Regions from separate parts of the Pan troglodytes genome. Here region 1 is linked to region 2. A link is a contact called in public Hi-C data. All regions are on one chromosome and are shown on one strand. The core of a region is the stretch at or near the end of the contact, and the rest is flanking DNA. Distances in the headings are between cores, read along the strand shown.

The links. Hi-C and Micro-C count contacts between places; a contact is called where the count stands out from the background.
Region 1: a contact with region 2 is called in a Hi-C map of stem cell-derived neural progenitor cells, with 3 times the contacts expected there. The contact joins the promoter of CECR2 here to the enhancer-like site in region 2. A contact is called at or near these places in 1 of 7 Hi-C or Micro-C datasets (stem cell-derived neural progenitor cells), 1 of 1 datasets of contacts at active chromatin or transcription factors (stem cell-derived excitatory neurons) and 1 of 1 other capture datasets (stem cell-derived neural stem cells).

The regions. Positions count from the first base shown.
Region 1 is chr23:20,078,542-20,081,476 of NHGRI_mPanTro3-v2.0_pri, forward strand. It overlaps CECR2 (CECR2 histone acetyl-lysine reader), which reads left to right and starts at 1,565. Exons shown (of 19, transcript XM_016939629.3): 1 at 1,565-2,014. The coding sequence starts at 1,889.
Region 2 is chr23:19,880,357-19,883,116 of NHGRI_mPanTro3-v2.0_pri, forward strand. No RefSeq gene overlaps it. Among named protein-coding and RNA genes, the nearest start is that of HDHD5, 12 kb to the left of the region's middle. Within about 2 kb of position 1,270, at least 16 of the 24 cell types and tissues checked have an H3K27ac peak or open chromatin away from gene starts, as enhancers often do. A contact at or near this core is called in stem cell-derived neural progenitor cells and stem cell-derived neural stem cells, where this site is marked.

The sequences.
Region 1 (2,935 bases), core at 315-2,814, 200 kb after region 2:
CATGTGAGCTCATTTTTGCCAAACATTAAATAAAAAGCATGGTAGAATTTGAGGATGCACTTTAAATCATCAAATAGTTCCAGGGAATGAAAGAGCAGAACTTTGGGGTTTTTATCTGTGCCAGGAGAGAGTGGTGGGGGGCGGAGGAGACCCTTGTTAGAAGATGATGTATTTTGAGATTACTAGATTCACAGAAGATGCACGTGAATATACTCTAACCATTTAAAAATATGTTTCTGAATGCTGCCTTAAAAAATACAACAAGTTATTATCATAATAAAGTGAGGGAGAGTGGAGGGGTAATTATCCAGACAGCCCATTCCAAAATCTATCATATAAATTATCTCCAGATTGTACACTACTTAAAGGTAGAAGAGGATCTTTGAGTTTAACCCTTGTACACTTTGTGATTGTGCCTGTCACTCAATAAATAGTTGATTGATTTGGGGGACGCGCCAGGAGCAGTGTTTCCTATCTGAAAGGTGGACCATCGAACTCAGAGGCGGCCCTCTGAGACCAGCAGGATGCAAGTGCAACGACCAATACAAATATCTGAGCATTCAATGGAGTTTTTCCAAACTTCTAGCCTGTTTCTGGGGTGATTTTTTTTCTTAGGATTTAGCAGTATTCCACCGCGCTACAGCAGTTAGCATTTCTAAAGCACACACCCCAACACCCTTCGGCCGTAGCACATTCAATCCCTCCGCCGGGGCGTGGGGGTCTCCTCCCCTCCGAGCACAGTTCCCGGCTTCCCGATCTCCTCTGCCCCATCCCCCCGCCTTCCAAGCACATTGTGCGCACTCTTCCAGGCAGCTCTTTCAGCGGCCGGGCAGTAGCAGGGTTCCGAGCCCGTCTTCTCCGGGGCGGTCACACGTGTCCATTCCCTGGGGTAGGGGATCGCTCTTCCCGCTTGGCTGCTGATTGGTGCCTCCCCCTACCCCACCCTTCCCGCCGCTCTCCAGCCTCCATCCTACTTCGTTCCAGCTCAATCAGCCCCACCGCCTTCTTCCCTCGGAGAAAAAAGCCACTTCAGAGCTCCTTGGGCGCCGTTCTCGGCTGGAATAAAAGCGTTAAGAAACAGGTGGAAAGCACTTCACGTCTCTAGGCTTCATATTTCTAGGGTGGACAGCCCGCTCCTGCTCCGGCTCTGCCCTCGGCATCAATAATAACTGAACTCCTACACGTGCACGTTTCTGTCTCTAGCCCGACCGAAAGCACCACCCCGCGGGCCCTTTAAAAGGACGCGACCACTCAGGCCAAGTGGGGGTGGGAGAGCTCCTGGCCGTCCTCCCTTGGGAAAGTGCTTCAACTCCCCAGTCCCAAAGTCCTGGAGGGCGGAGGGCGCCGTGTGAGAGTTCTCGGGGGTGCGGCCCGCGCCCCCTAGGTCCTGCGGATCTGGGCCCGGGGGCGCGCGCCCCGCCCCTCCCCCTCCCTGGCGGTGCAGCTGTCCGGGCGGGGGTGGGGCGGGGTCGGGGGTTGTTGTTGTGGCGCGGGCAGCCCCGCCCCCTCCTCGTGGGCGGCCCCTCCCCCAGGCCCCGCGTCCGGCCCCTCCGCCCCTAGCCCCATCTGTTTCTCCGGCGGGGACTCGATTATATTGTAGGGGACTGGGGGCGGCCGCCGCCGCAGCCGCGGGATGGGGCGAGCGCGCGGACCCCGCGGGCAGCCGCAGCCGCAGCCGCCTCAGTAGCTCGGGCCCCCGCGCCGCCGCCCCCCGCCCGGCGCCCGCCCTCGGCTCCTGCACTCGCCGAGCGGCGGCAGCAGCGGGAGGAGCGCCCCGCCGCCCCCGCCGAGGACCGCGCGGAGGCTGCGGCGCTGCCGCGGCGGGAGTCCCAGGTCGGCGGGCAGAGCGCGGGCAGCGAGGGGCCGCCGCCTGTGCCGCAGCGGGGAGATGTGCCCGGAGGAGGGCGGCGCGGCCGGGCTGGGCGAGCTCCGCTCCTGGTGGGAGGTCCCGGCCATCGCGCACTTCTGCTCGCTCTTTCGCACCGCGTTCCGCCTGCCCGACTTCGAGATCGAGGTGAGTGGCCGCGCGGGCGGGAGGCGGCGCGCTGCGCCCCCTGCTCCCCCTGCCCCGCGCGGGGTGTCCCGGGCCGTCGCGCAGAGGGGCCGGGGCCCGAGGGACTTCGGCCGGGAGTCGGGGGCCAGGAGGAGGGCGCAAAAGGGCAGGAGGGCGGGCGGGGGCCGCCGGGCTGTGCCCGGGTGCCGAGGGGCGTCGGGCCGGGGACGCCGGCTCCTGGGGTGGAGGAGCAGGCACCGCGAGGGCGGGGCGGGCCCGTGCTTTTGTGGGAGAGGGAGCGGGAGCGGGACCCGGCGACCCTCCCGGGACTTCTCCGGTGGGCTGGGGCTGAGTGTGGGCGCGAGGGCTGCGCGCGCTCGCCGCCCGGTGCCATTGAGGCGCGAGCCAGCTGCTCCGGCGGGGCCGGGCGCGGGGAGGGGGGGGGCCCGCGCGGGATTAACTCGGACCCGGGCGGGAGTCGGCCGCGGCCGGCGGGGAGGGCTAGCCCCGCTCTGGCGGGCGGGCGCGTGGCAGGGGCTCCCGGAGGCCCCAAGCTCCCGGGAGGCGCTCCGGCCAACTTCGGGCCGGTGGGGACCGGGCCTGGGCGCGGGGCTCTGGAGGTGTGGAAGGAAAGTTTGGGACTCCGTTATTCTTCCACAGCGTCCTTCCTCCCGTAATATCCAGCCTCTTTATCGCGGGGCTCGGGAGCCCTTGGAGTTTATCTCGCCACCATTATCCCCCCGGGCGAGCGCGGAGGACGGGCTGGCCATTCTGGCCAGGCCGGAGGTGTTTTCCAGCCCGGGGCTTTGTGATAACTGGGCCGAAACCCGAGGGTCCTGGAGCGCGGCGGGTGGCGGGAGCTTGCGGAGCGCGGCGCACTCGGCGGCCAGGCATCGGCCAGCTCAGCGGCAGCCCCCTTTCTCCTATTTTTATTTTTATTTT
Region 2 (2,760 bases), core at 20-2,519:
GTTGCAGTGAGCCAAGATGGTGCCATTGCACTCCAGCCTGGGCGACAAGAGCAAAGACTTCATCTCAAAAAAATAAAAAATAAAAATAAAAAAATTAGGCAGGGCATGGTGGTTCACGCCCGTAATCCCAGCACTTTGGGAGGCCGAGGTGGGCAGATCATGAGGTCAGGAGTTCAAGACCAGCCTAGTCAACATGGTGAAACCCCGTCTCTACTAAAAATACAAATATTAGCCAGGTGTGGTGGCGCACACCTGTAATCCCAGCTACTCGGGGGGCTGAGGCAGGATAATTGCTTGAACCCGGGAGGCAGGGGTTGCAGTAAGCCGAGATCGCACCATTGCACTCCAGCTGTGGGCGACAGAGCAAGACTCCATCTCGAAAAAAATAATAATACAAAATTAGCCGGGCATGGTGGTGTGCGCCTGTGGTCCAGATGAGGCAGGAGAATAGCCTGAACCCAGGAGGTGGAGGCTGCAGTGAGTTGAGATTGTGCCACTGCACTCCAGTCTGGGGAACAGAGTGAGACCCTGTCTCAAAAAAAAAAAAAAAGAGTTCAGAACAGTGTGGATACTGTGCTGCCTTTTATATCAGAGCAGGAAAAAATATATATATTTGCTTTTGTTTATTTTGCCTAAAGAAACACAAGAAACTAAGCCTGGTGAGAGAATGGGTGGGATGGGAAAGAGGACAGTGGAAAACAGAGGTGGATACAAGCCTTTCGAATGTGTTCCTTTTCATACTTTTTGAATTTTTGAAATGTGATTGTATATAGATTCACATTTTAATTTTAAATGTAATTAAAATTTAAAATTCATTAGGGCACTACTCTCTCATCCTGTACTATGGGCTCTACCCTTTTTTGCTTGTTTGTTTTTGTTTTGTTTTGAAGAGACAGAGTCTCGCTGTTTTCCCCAGGCTGGTCTAGAACTCCTGGGCTCTAGCGCCCCGCCTGGGCCTCCCAGAATGCGGGACTACAGGCGCCGCCACCACCCGGCCTCTACTCTAAATGCATAGAGGCCAGGATGACCCAAGGTCACCAGCGGCCCATGCTGCCTGGCAGGGGCTTGAGGCCGGGAGGGGACCCTGCAGACAGGCGAGACCATGTGTGATCTATGGGAAGCAACTAAACCGGCGTATTCGCGGCAGGGGAGCTCTGTGCCGTCCCGCGGCCCCACCCTGCTCCGCCATGGGAAGCCGTAGCTTGGCGGGGCCCACAGTGACGCGAGGGACTCCGAGGGCACCCGGGCCGGGGTGGACACGGGAGTGGGACCGGGCGCGGCCGGCAGGGGGCAGCAGCGCCGCGCCGCCCGCGCAGTTCCACAGGTGCGCCGAGCCTGGGGCCATCGCCTCCCTCCGGCCGCCGTCCCCAGCGAATCGCCGCCTGCGTTCTGCCGTTTCCCCGCCACCGCAGCCACCCGGGGCTCGGGGGGCCGCAGCCATCCGCAAGCCGCGGGGCGGCGGGACCGGGCGGGCCGCTAGGGACGCCGGACGAAGGGAGCCCGCGGGCGGGGTCTGGGCGCCTACATCTTTGCTCCCAGGGAGGGAAGGGACAGGAAACTGAAGCTGTTTCCGGGGCTGACCCCGGCCAGAGAGAGCAGGGCTCGGGAGAGTCGGCGCGTCCCGGAGGCGGCGCCCCCTGGAGGCCGGTGTGCTTTGGCTCTGCAGCGGGGGAGATTAGGGGTGGAGGCCGACCGATCCCACTCAGCCAGGACTGGCAGGCGCCGGGAGCTCACTGGGAGGCAAGTGCCGACCCCCGAAACCCACTCCAGACAAGCGAAGAAAACAGCTCTGTGTCCCAGGACGAGCACATACCTACTGTCACCCACTGTGCGACCTGGAAGAGTTACTGACCCTCTCTGGGCCTTAATCAGTCATCAGAAACACAAACGCGTAGATAAGATGGTCTTTAGGCCTCTCCCAGCTCTGCTATTCTGTGAATCTAAGAAACTCTAGTCCCTCCACCAGTCCCCACCCCGGGCTGGCTTCGCTTCAGGGAGGCCTGGCTGAGCTGGGGCCCTCATCCAAGGTCTTTGCACGATTCCTCAGCAAAGGTGTTTTGGAAGGCTGGGTCCCACCCCTTCCCGGCGGAGGAAGAGGCTATTGGCTAAAAAGCCTGGACTAATTCAAAACCAGCAGCTCGGCCCTGGTTTTTTCGGAGCACAGCCAAACCCAAATCACACCTCTGCACCTACCTAGCTCCAGAGATCTAGGCAGCATTTACAGCCCCCAAATGTTATTTTTACACCCTTTCCAGGCAGGGAAGGACAGAGGAGGATAAGCTATTTTTAGGATGACTGCTATTTAAAGTAACATACTGGCCTGGCAAGGTGGCTCTGGCCTGTAATCCCAGTGCCTTGGGAGATACAGGCAGGAGAATCACTTGAGGCCAAGAGTTCAATACTAGCCTGGGCAACAAAAGGAGACCCCCATCTCTATTAAACAGCCGGGCGTGGTGGTGCGCGCCTGTCGTCCCAACTACTGGAGAGGCAGGCTGAGGCGGGAGGGTCCCTTGAGCCCAGGAGTTCAAGATTATAGTGAGCTATGATCACAGCACTGCCCTCCAGGCTGGGCAGTGAGACCCTGTCTCAAAACAATAAATTAAGTAACCTAGACTATGTATGTGAAAATAATATTTCCAACCCTAGCATGCTGACTTCATCTGAGCTTACAGATGCATTTTCATACAGTCCTCCCCAAGGGATCAATTCCTGTGAGAGCCGAGGATGGCACCAGTCATTGAAATCCTGACCATGGGAAAG